3 separate regions of the Mus musculus genome follow, and regions 2 and 3 are each linked to region 1. Evidence: chromatin contacts called from public Hi-C and promoter capture Hi-C data. All regions are on one chromosome and are shown on one strand. The core of a region is the stretch at or near the end of the contact, and the rest is flanking DNA. Distances in the headings are between cores, read along the strand shown. Region 1 holds the start of Pecam1 (platelet/endothelial cell adhesion molecule 1). Region 2 overlaps Ern1 (endoplasmic reticulum (ER) to nucleus signalling 1). Region 3 holds the start of Cd79b (CD79B antigen).

Region 1 (3,729 bases), core at 1,013-3,512:
CTATGGGGATCTTGAGATGCAAGAACCCTCTAGGGCTGGCAGGGCAGAACCCAGACAGGAGACAGAGAGTGCTGGGATGTAGTTCAGTCAGTAGAGTGCTTGCCTCACATGCTTAAAGCCCTGGGTTTGACTGCCAGTGCTGCATAAACCTGGTGTGGTGTGTGCCTATAATCTCAGCCCTTGGGAGAGGAAAGTAGGAGGACCTGAAAGTCATTGTCATCTGAGCTACACAGTGGGTTTCAGGTATATGACACCCTGAGGGCAAGAGAGAGATGGAGTGGGGATAGGGGGCACGGAAGGGTACAGAGCAAATAGGGCACAAATTTAAACTATAAAGGAGGGCTGGGGTGATTGCCCGGGATCATTTACTAATCCTATAGACAGCACAAATGACTCCTCCTCCCTTACTCCAATCTCAACTTTACCCTGCTCGAGCCACCAGGTCTGTGGGTGGTTTCCATTTTATAGTCAGGGGAAAAAGGTCCCAAGAAGCAAAGCCAAGCCGGCTGAGTGACACCAGGCTGGGGAGTATTGGGGAGGCTAAGGCAAGAGGAGTTAGAGTTAGTCCCTAGGCAGCCCGGGCTACACAGTGGGTTCAAGACTACCTTAGCAGTGTGAGACCCCAGTCCCCAACCAGAGCAAGCTAAGTAAAGCCAAGCACAAGCCCCAGAGAGATGTCTGGGTTCCAGGGAGCGGAGGCCGTAGTGCTGACAAGCCCTGACATTCTAGGCTGAGTCATGTCTTTCTGAGGCTCACCCATCCCACCCTTTAGTGGGGATGACTTGAAGACAATACACAGTCTGTCTCCAGGTGTTGCCAAGGGAGCCAGAAGCCTAAGGAATCACAGACTCACAGACCACAGCCCTCCCCACCCTGGGGCCACAGCTCCATCCCTGGCTCAACTCAGCCCTGTCACGTTCTTCAGCTCAAAAATGCCTGCAGCCCAGCATCCCTAGTCTTCCCACACTGGAATAACTTTTGACTGAGCCAGTGTAATCTGTGGCCTTCTTCCTGACCCACAATCCCTGGGCTGGGCTGAGCCTCTTCCTTCAGAGTCTCTGATGGACGGAGCGAGACAGATCCTCTTAATCTGAAAAATTCGGAGGTTCCGAATCAGCTCTCGAGTGGATGATAGGTCTGACTTTAAAGACAGGCAGAACCCTTCCCCACAAGCAAGCTCAGATAGGAGCGGAGCCTCCCCGGTGGGAGGGAAAGGGGATCTGGCTGGTCCTTTTTGTTACTCTCTTAGGACAGAGGGAGTCCTGACACCCATTTACTGTCTGCTCCTTCAGCCTCCATAGTCTGTCAAGTCAACTGAGTCTCATTTGTAAATTAAAACAAGTGAAAGGAAAAAAAAATACTTTTTTAAGTTTTTATTTTTTGGGAGTCGGTTTTGTACTGTTTCACGTAGTAGCTCAGGCCTCCCTCAAACTCCTATGGAGCCGAAGCTGGACTTCACTACTGATCTTTCTGTGTCTGTTTTCCAAGTACTGGGATTACAGACTCTAAATCCAAGCGAATAAAGAGAAGAGTTTGAAAGTAAACAATTAGAGGCATAGTATGATGTAAAAAGAAATAGCTTATGACAGAAAGACCACAAACATATAAGGAATCATATATATACATATATACATATAAGGAATTTTTTTAAAAAAACCCATCTCTCCCATTCCAACAAACAGAAACCCACCAAGATGTAAGACTGGTGTTCAGCAATTTTCTCCTACACCGCTGTCTCTAATACACACTCTTTGAACCTTGATTTAGAACAAGGCTTTGAGAGTTTTCTTAGTTGTTGTAAACACCAACCCTAAGCAGTCTGACATGAGTTAATTTCAGAAAAGACACAAAGAAGGAAGCCATGTGAAAATACCAGGACTTACAGTTTTCCTCAGCCTGGAGGCTTGCATCTGGAAGAGAAAGAAAAAGAAAGCCAATCTGTTGATTTCACGAATTCAAGTCTCATAAGAAGGGAAGAAGGAAGCAGGTTAGAAACTCACAGAGCACCAGCGTGAGTCCCAGAGCCAGGAGCATCTTGTCTGCCGACTGAGGCCCACCTCAGCTGAATCCTGAAAGACTTCTGCAGACTGAAGCACTCAGCTAGTTCTGTCTTCCGGCCATGCCTCAGGGGCAGAATTCTCTTGCCTGCCACAGACCAGAAGCCTGCTGTGTGAAAAGCAGAAACAACTCTGACAACCTCTCCAGGCGCGCAGAGACCAGCTCTGGTACTTGTCAGGTAATGGCGGCCATAGCTGGAAACCAAGAACAATGAGGTCTGGGCTGGCCTGATATCTCCTCAGGAAATGACTGGCCTTCCGGAGGGACCACTGAACCCAATGGCTTTGTCTAGAAGAGGAGAAAACAACAACAACAACCAAAAAAACCCACAAGTAGCATTTGCCTCAAAGTTCTTGCGCTTCTAGCCTCATCTGGGTTTGGGGACTTCTTCTCCTGACAGGACAAGGAGGTTTTATTTCCACTCAAAAGTGCTTTTGTGGGATACCTAGCAAGACCTGTTTGCCTTTCCTGTGGGCTCCCTATGGGGGCTGTATCCATAGAGTGTAAATCTGGGCCTCCTATCCTGCACTGGCCAGCTTCTCCGACAATATGCAGTCCTTGTGAGGAACGCTACTGGTGGCTCAGTAGAAAGAGGGATTTTCTTAAGCCGCTGCAGTGGTCCCTGATCACCGGCTTAGTCACCAAAGGAGCCCCTTTGGCTGTTTGTGTATGTGTGTTTGTGTGTGTGTTTGTGTGTGTGTGACTGTGTATGTATGTATGTATGTGTGTTTGTGTGTGTGTGTGACTGGGTGTATATGTGTTTGTGTGGAACTGTGGGTGTATGTGTGTGTCTGTGACTGTGGGTATATATGTGTGTGTAGTACACACTACTTTCCCCACTGCCAATTCCCAACCTTTCTTATTAAACATTTATTTATTTGTGTATGTGGAAGTAGGGTAGAATGCATGTGTACCACTATGTATTGGGGGGGGTGTGTCAGAGGTCAACGTGTAGAAATTCTCTCCTTCCATTATGTGAGTCCCAGGATCAAACTTAGATCATCAGACTCGACAGCTGGCACCTTTCTCCAGTGAACCGTCCTGTCCCCCTTTCATGCATGTTCATGAGAGAATGAATACATTTTGAGGGAGGAGTGTCTGTGTGCCTGTGTGTGCTTGGAAGCCAGAAGAGGCGATTGTCACGTTCTCCAGAGGTGATGGGACCTGAAATCCAGTCCTCATGATTGCTCTTAATTGCCAAGTCATCTCTCCAGTCCCCAGCTCACCCCTTCTCCCTCCTCCCGACACCCTCCTCCCCTACCATCGGGCTAACATTCCCTTTTCCCTCCCTTCATCCCTTCCTTCTTTATTCTGACCCAGGGGATGGCTAAATGGCAAGATGCCTTTGAACACAACCCTCCCATCACAGACAAACACCCGAGATTGCAGATGTGTGTTTAGCCTTGCCTCCTACGGAATTTTCTAGACTATAAATTGGTTTCTCTCCCTTTGATGTTTGAAAGGTTGTAACATTCTCTGGGAAAAGGCAGACCCCAGGCCTCCCTTACCCAGTTCTTGCTCACCCCCTTGCTTCCCCCTCTACCTTGGAATCATACCACTTCCTTCTTCGCCCTGAGCTCTAGTTGCTAAGGTGTTAAGTTCCCAGAATGCATCACATGCCTTTCTCATTGCTGCTCGCCTTCCTCTCTTCTTTTCTGACTAATCGTTACT
Region 2 (4,010 bases), core at 823-3,322, 300 kb before region 1:
AATCACATTTTCTCGATGTTTGGGCAGGTTGTTAGGAAATCTCTCCAGCATCTTGGTGGATGCAGACAGAGGAGTTTCATGGTGTCCTACAAGAGGAAACAAACCTTTAATGAGAACAGTCTCCAGGGAGTGGTAGCTCTCAACACAAAATTTTACAGCTCTCTACCCTCTGAGGGAGTCTTTCCTACAATGCAAACTCATAGCTACACAACGAGAAAAAGGTAAATAGAGCTGCTAGAGAATTAGTGTGCAAACAGAGTATTTTTTGGTTGGTTGTTTGGTTTTTCAAGACAGGGTTTCTCTGTGTAACAGCCCTGTGCATTCAAGACCAGCCTGGTTCACAAAGGGAGTTCCAGGACAGCCAGAGCTACATAGTGCAACCCTGTCTCGAAACAAACAAATACCTCAAAAACACTCCCTGTCCCCCAGTAGAAATGTTAGGGCTGGGGAGACAGTTCAGTCAGTAAAGTGCTTGTGAAAGCAGGAGGACCCTGCTCAATCCCCAGAACCCATATGAGAAAAGCCGGTCAAGTGTGTGTAATCCAGTGGGGAGATGGAAACAGGGTGAGCTCTGGAACTTGTCCCATAGCTAGCCTAACCTAATCACTGAATACCGATGAGAGACTTTTTCAAAAAGCAACAGAGGAATGACAACTGAAGGTGTCCTCTAGTCTCCACACAAATGCAAACATACACCTGCACACACATGTGAAATACAAGTTTTAAAATAAAACAAGATTTATTAATTGACAGCAGAATGCAGTCTTCTGCTTTTTAAAAATAGTTTACTCTTCTTATTATTAATTACATGCCAGTGTGTGGGTATGTGCAGTGCTCAAGATAGGTGACAGATTCCCCCTGGAGCTGGAATTACAGGTGGTTGTAAGCCACTTAACATGGGTGCTGGAACCAAACTTGGGTGCTGGAACCAAACTTGGGTCCTATGCAAAAGCAGTTTGTGCTCTTAACCATTGAGCCACTTCTCTGGCCCAGTATTCTGTTTTGTTTTGTTTTTTGTTTTTTTGTTTTTTTAAATTTTGAATTTTGACCACAATTTAAACATGATTTCACAATTCCTTGATCTCATCAGCTTCCTAAGGTCCAAGTTACCATTTATATGTGTGTCTTTTTTTTAATTAAGAGTCATTTTTTAAAGATTTATTTATTATATGTAAGTACACTGTAGCTGTCTTCAGACACTCCAGAAGAGGGCGTCAGATCTCGTTACAGATGGTTGTGAGCCACCATGTGGTTGCTGGGATTTGAACTCTGGACCTTCGGAAGAGCAGTCGGGTGCTCTTACCCACTGAGTCATCTCACCAGCCCTTGTTTTTGTTTTTTTACAAGTAAAATAACTTGTGAGGGTGCATGTATTCAACTCAGGAAGCAGTGTGATGCTTCAAAGTTCAACAAGTTCTTTCATTGCTTTTTCTAGTAGCATCAGTCTAGTTAGGCTACCGAGGTCCCTTCTGCACATTTCCAGTGTTCAGGCAGAGTTCTAGTCCTTCTCCAAGCTACACCTGAGCTTCCATCTAAGGAGTGGTGAGTAGCTGAGAGAATGAGAGAAGTAGGTGCTGGCTGGACAGGAAGAGTGGTGCCCACTCACTTGCTGCTGTCCTGTACATACTAGTTCATGACCGCCTGACATTCAGCACACTTCCATTCCATTGTCTATGTGTGCAATAAAAGAAACCGGGCTTGAAAAGCCCCAGCAGTTTCCCTTCTTTCTGTTCTGATCACTGGATGAGCTCTTAGCTTGATTCAGGCCTTTTCCTCTGTACTGTTCTTCTTTGTGGCTGTGTGTAGATCACAGGTTAGCCTGAGGTATCTTCCTCAGTTGCTTCTCTATCTTACTATTATTTAAAGAGACAGTCTCTCACTGAAATTGGAGCTGAGTGTTTCAACTAGATTGGCTGGCCAGTGAATCCTGGATCCTCCCGTTTCTGCCTTCCTATACTTAGCTTTTCAGTTTGTTTTTTTTTTGTGACAAGGTTTCTCTGTGTAGCCTGGCTGACCTCAACTCAGTGTGTACCAAGATAAAGCCTGACAGGAACTAGCCAGAGCTTGCACCTCTTGATCTGGAAAGTCCCTCTTTAATCCCTCATCTGACCTCAATCTTACCAGGCTTTTGTCACTTATAGTGTGACATGGTTCGTTCAGGAAAACCTACTTTTGTTCTGAACCATCACAAATTTTCTCATGCATACCATGGCCTGCTGAGGCATGCTTTGCTCTACAAAGGGGCATGCATGCTTTTCTCACATGTGGCTGCCTATGTCAGAATTCTGCGTCAGACTTGGTATCTGAATGTAAGCAACCATGGGTTACCGATGACAACCAACAAAAATGATCAACAGCCAGGAAAATGAAGCTGTCCTTCCATGGGCCACTCTGCATTACAGTGTTCTGTCTACCTCATTCCCTGATGTCCTACTGTGAGAGGACATGTCTGTAAGGCCTACCAATAGACTGCTGGAGATGTCACTGAGTTTCCTTATAAACAGGCTCCCACTGAAGAAGGATGTTCAATAATATCCCACTGTACACGCAGGACCTATCTCTGCTGGTACAGGGCCAGCTTACTGCATTGGGTCACCTTCATGACTATTTGACAAAGCACTAGGGGATGTTGAACACCAGGTCAGGGTCACTGCTGGGGGCAAAAAACAGAACAAACCCCACCTTCTGATTTAATTAGATCCACTTTATTTTCAAGATGAATGTGAAGGTAGACTATCTTGCAGTCTTCCACAAGAACCACAGGGCCTATCTTGACATTAACAGGTATAAACAGTGGCCCTGGTCTATGAGAAGATTGTTATGTATTCCCACTGCCTTATTTTAAGCTGAGCAGTTACAGAGTTCCTCAAAGGGGACCTCAGAATTGTGAGACCCTTACTTAGCTACCCTCTTAGAAGTTTGTTAGGCTTCCTAGTTGTCTTACTCTGACCATTTAAAGGGATTTTAAAGGGATCTCATTTTCCAGTTCTGCCACGGAGACTCCTCTGGCACATTTTCAGTACCTTCATACACATTTCCTTTGTGCTACTTCTTAACCACTGCCAGGCAGTTTATGGACCCTTCATTGGTACATAAAACCGAGTAGCCGTATAATTCTAATGAGCCCTTGCTAGTTAGTGATAACACTATACTATGGCTGTTGCTGTACTTCTATAGCAATGTGTGAAGAGTGAATGTATTAGTCAGTGTTCTCTAAAGATTTAATACACACACACACACACACACACACACACACACACACAGCTATGAAGAAGTAAAAGGCACAAAGAACAGGATCTTTCAAATGGCCTGCCAATAGACTGATCGGAGCTCCAGCACACCCAGTTCCCCTGCAGCACTCTCTTAGGTATTCATATACTGGTCCAGACCCATTGCCTGGCAGGTCCTGCTGCCTTCTGTGCCCACACATACTCTTTTCTCTACCCACATCTACCTAGTCTGCTGGGACTCAGACCACCTCTCACGTTTAGGCTAGGTCATCAGAATTGGTGTGTATTGTTAGTATATATAGGGCACAGGAAGGAAAGATCTGATTTAAGAAAATCCATCCTGCTCTAGTTACTTGGGATATTTGCCAGGGACCCAATCACCCTCACTTCTGCCTTTGTTTGCAATACTCACTGCCTTGGGGTATAATCTCAACCTCTTATCTTTGTAACCAGGCCTTTAATTCACTCCCAGGGTCAAGGATAGTAAGGGCAACAACAATGGGAAGAAGAAAAAAAGATAAGGCCAGGGTGCATCCCAGAGTCAAAGCATGCTTGGCACGCTTAAGGCCCTGGTCTCTGCCTTAGCAAATGGGAGGGAGGAGAGAAGCCAAGTATGTGGGAAACAGGGACTGAATGAATTGGGGGTCACCTGAGTAACATAGTGACATTCTGTCTCCAACAATATGAAACAAACCAAAAAAATCAGACCGAGAAAAAGAAACTCCCCAAGAGCCTTTCTGTGAGGGCCCAGGAACAGCGCAGACTCTTCATGGTTGTTGA
Region 3 (3,806 bases), core at 334-2,833, 400 kb before region 1:
AGCGTCTTCCTGTAGCCTATCTCACGTGTCTGGGGCATCAGGTTCATGAGGCAGTCAGTAGAGGTATGAGAAGGTAAAGTCTGTGAGAGGCCTCATACTAAGCCACTGGTGTACACCTCTTCCTGATCTAACCTCTGTCCAGTTGTCTTTCATTAAGGAGAATTTTGGAACCTTTCCATTGCTTTTATGTTCACTGGAATGGCCTCACATGCAGGACAGCCTTTTGACCTGGTTGGGTACTTTTAACTCTTTCCTCTACACTTTCCTACACCCACTCCAAATCCTCCAGGTCTGCCCACCATCCCCAGGGTGATAAAGGTCGAATCCTTAGCCTGTCACCCGAGGCCCACCTCCCTTACCCTTCTCAGGGACCCATGCCTCTCAGAGTTCGGGCCTGAGAGGTTTGTTGGGTTTCTAATAAGACAGACCCAGGCCTTTGGCCTTGTGGGCTCCCCTCTAGCACTGTCCTGCTCTGATCCCCAACCTCTGCTTGGTTCTGGCCTTCAGTGGCCAGGGCTGGAGCACACTAGTCTGATGAGAGCGACAGCTGTCCAGCAATGGAGCCTTAATGAGGCCTTGAGGAGGTGTAAATATGGGCGCTCTAGACAGGGAGCTCCAGGCAGAGATAGGGCTGTGTTAAACAGACCCATTTGTCCCAGAAGTGGTGGCTGAGGCAACTAACCTTGGAAATTCAGTGGCAGGTCACTGCTTGTCATTGCTGGTACCGGCTCACCTGGAGGGTGGAAGGAAGTGGGCAGGGCTAGGTCAGACCTCTCTACCCTCAATTGATTGCCCCACCCATAACCCCTCCACATTCCCAGAGCTACTTCCTCCTTCCGGGACTACAGCTTCAAGCCCCTTTAGCTCCCCCGCCCCCGTCCCTGTACTGGAGAGGCAGAAATAAGGTATGGGTACTGGAAATCCCATACCCAGGCCCCCTGCTGCCTTTGATCATCAGGCTGGCCTGTTGCTTCTGTGGAAATGAGAGGGAATCCACAACCAGCAAGGCTCTCCCAGTCTTTCCGGCAAAGAGAGGACAATTCCTGGAACACACTATATTCCAGGATATAGGGAAAGAGCCTTTTCTATGCAGTACCCTCAGGGCCTCTTCCTCCTGCAGCCCCCCGCCCCAACACACACACACACACACACACACTCTTCCAGGTCATAGCTGCCCATGAGATTAATTAGCCCCTTGTACCAAGCTCAACCTGATACCCTCCAGGCTGGAAAGGGCTGGGACACCTTTGACCCTGAGCCCACCATTAAAACCCACAAACTGGGCACAGGACAGTTAGAGGGAGACAGACAAGAAGCAGACAGCAAAATGCAAGAGGCTGAGCCGAGAGACCGAAATGAGACAGGGAATGGAGCCGACCGGCCGACTGACGGTCCTGTCTCAAAGCCAGCGAGCCTATCGTCTGTCACATAAGTCATACCTGAGAAGAGCAGCAGCAGGAACAACAGCCAGTGGCAGGGCATGGAAGACAGCACCAGTGTGGCCATGGTCACTGCTCTGTCTCTGAGCCCAAGGAGGTTTGGGGGCGAAACATGTAACTGTATGTCAGCCTGGGCTGCAGCTTGTCTCCTCTCCGCCTCTTCCCCATTAGGCCCCTTCCTGCCATGCAAATTGAGACCCAGGGGAGGCACCATCCCTCCAGGGACCCTATGGGAGGGCAGCTTCATCAGCTGGTCTGCTAGGACTCGAAGGGTGGTCCTGCCTGGGTAGCACAGCTTTGGGTTCTTGAGAGACCCCCTGGGAAGGGGTTGCTCCTGAATCTTCTAGGGACAGCCAGTGTTTCTAACTCCCTCTGTCCCACTGTGGGTCATCTCTTAGGTCAGCTGGTCTCCTGTGGTTGCCTTGCTCTGGAAGAGTGGGCCTGGGGAATTTAGCTAAATGCACACCAACCTTCTCAATCAGCAGTTTTCAACCTGTGGGTGGCAACTGCACACATTTCTGATGGTCTTAGGAACCCCCAACCATAAATTAATTTTTGTTGCTACTTCAAAACTGTAATTTTGCTACTGAGAGGTGTCTCAGTTCCTAAGACCATTGGAAATATGTGTTCTCTAATGGTGATGACCCACCGGTTGAGAACTGTTACTTAAATGAATCTGACCTTGACTCCTCTGCCCTGGACAACCCTTATCTAACTCTAGGAGGAGATACAGCAAGGACAGACAATTCAGGAGACATACTCACACCAGGCTCCTGGAGAGGTCCAGAGTAGAACTTCTTGGAGTACAGGAAGCCATGTCAAAAGTTGGCTCTGTGGGAAGGGAGCCATAGAGGTTCTTGTGCAAAAGTATGCCAACAAATAGAAGAAAATACAGCCCAGAGTCGGGTGGTGGTGAGTCATGCCTTTAATCCTAGCACTCGGGAGGCAGAGGCAGGTGGATTTCTATGAGTTTGAGGCCAGTCTGGTCTATAGAGTGAGTTTCAGGATAGGCAGGGCTACACAGGGAAATCCTGTCTTGGAAAAAGAAGGAGGAGGAAGAGGAAGAGGAAGGGGGGAGGAGGAGGAAGAGGAGGAGGAAGAAGAGGAAGAAGAGAAAGAGGAGGAGGAGGAAGAGGAGGAAGAAAATGAAGTCTAGGCCCTCAACACAGCCCTCTTCTTCTTGTATAAGAGTTTGCTGTGGGGCTGGTGAGATGGTTCAGTGGGTAAGAGCACCCGACTTCTTTTCCAAAGGTCCGGAGTTCAAATCCCAGCAACCACATGGTGGTTCACAACCATCCATGACGAGATCTGACGCCCTCTTCTGGTGTGTCTGAAGACAGCCACAGTGTACTTACATATAATAAATAAATAAATCTTAAAAAAAAAAAAAAAGAGTTTGCTGTGGGCTCCCAAAGGGGCTGGACTTAAGTAGAAACCACTTAGGGAAAACCCACCACTTAACCATCATGGTTGAAGGGCCTTTTCCAGAGAATTCTGTGGGATGTTGAGATAATTGAAGTGCTGTGTATAGGAGTCCTGAGCTTGAAGGGGGATGTGGGCTGAGATGGGCGAGCCCTCTGCTTCTGCAATGAAGGCTCTTTGGCCCTACCTTGACAGCTGGCAAGACCTTAGGAGAGACCAGAGCGTTCAGGGATTCATCTGAGCATTCAGGGGTTCATCCGAGCTTAGCTTTGTGTCCTTGCCCAGGGTCTTTGCAACTCTTAAAACCTTGGGTGATATCCTTGTCCAAGGTGAAATCGACACAGCTACCTGTGGCAGTCATGTAGATCCTAACCTGTAGCCTAACCCCCTCTGAGCCACCTCTTACTAGCTTCTTTCTCTTTCTTGTCTTCCAGTCCCCAGGAAAGACAGATCAGATATTGAGTCTTCAGTAGCCTCTGTTGACACCCACTGTCCCCACAGCCCATAGGCAGCCTCTGTGGCTGGCAGAGTAGCCCAAATTTGAAGAGTAGCAGTTCCCTTCTTCCTTCAGCAGAGTTGGAAGGTGTGGTAGGGTATCTGGACACTCCTACCCCTGTCCTGAGTTTGTATCTCACTTGACAGTGTCAGGGTAAGCTACTGAGGGAGTAATGTAGGCATAGGTTCTGGGCTATGGATATTGGGGATAAGAGGGTTAAATTTGTATCTGAGAAACAATTCATTCTGGGCAGTCCCAGATGTTTTTTATTCTTTCCAGATGTTCCCAGTGGAAACAAAAATTCTCTGAAAAGGTGTCACAGGAGAAACAGTAAATGTCACCTAAGGTCAGGAAGGGAATTCTGGGCCCTTCCCTGGCAGTGAGACAAAATCAAGGGTCCCCCCTCTTGATAGACTGGACCCCTCTGAGGATCTAGTGACGGAAGCCTT

The links. Hi-C and Micro-C count contacts between places; a contact is called where the count stands out from the background. Capture Hi-C pulls out chosen DNA fragments and counts their contacts.
Region 2: a contact with region 1 is called in a Hi-C map of Th17 cells, with 2.5 times the contacts expected there. The contact joins the enhancer-like site here to the promoter of Pecam1 in region 1. A contact is called at or near these places in 4 of 39 promoter capture datasets (the 3T3-L1 cell line, the HPC-7 cell line, cranial neural crest and 1 more), 1 of 15 datasets of contacts at CTCF or cohesin (the NIH/3T3 cell line), 11 of 484 Hi-C or Micro-C datasets (B cells, CD4 T cells, CD8 T cells and 5 more), 3 of 115 datasets of contacts at active chromatin or transcription factors (all in embryonic stem cells) and 4 of 9 other capture datasets (adipose tissue, embryonic stem cells, liver and 1 more).
Region 3: a contact with region 1 is called in a promoter capture Hi-C map of pancreatic islet. The contact joins the promoter of Cd79b here to the promoter of Pecam1 in region 1. A contact is called at or near these places in 7 of 39 promoter capture datasets (the SN4741 cell line, cranial neural crest, embryonic stem cells and 2 more), 1 of 484 Hi-C or Micro-C datasets (cerebellum) and 3 of 9 other capture datasets (liver, macrophages and pancreatic islet).

Annotation. Positions count from the first base shown.
Region 1 is chr11:106,713,019-106,716,747 of GRCm38.p6, forward strand. It overlaps Pecam1 (platelet/endothelial cell adhesion molecule 1), which reads right to left and starts at 2,263. Exons shown (of 16, transcript NM_001305157.1): 1 at 2,001-2,263; 2 at 1,884-1,910. The coding sequence starts at 2,034.
Region 2 is chr11:106,414,384-106,418,393 of GRCm38.p6, forward strand. Ern1 (endoplasmic reticulum (ER) to nucleus signalling 1) reads right to left here. Exons shown (of 22, transcript NM_023913.2): 11 at 1-86. Among named protein-coding and RNA genes, the nearest start is that of Icam2, 34 kb to the left of the region's middle. Within about 2 kb of position 2,073, at least 33 of the 459 cell types and tissues checked have an H3K27ac peak or open chromatin away from gene starts, as enhancers often do. A contact at or near this core is called in CD8 T cells and Th17 cells, where this site is marked.
Region 3 is chr11:106,312,979-106,316,784 of GRCm38.p6, forward strand. It overlaps Cd79b (CD79B antigen), which reads right to left and starts at 1,584. Exons shown (of 6, transcript NM_008339.3): 1 at 1,440-1,584; 2 at 683-733. The coding sequence starts at 1,506.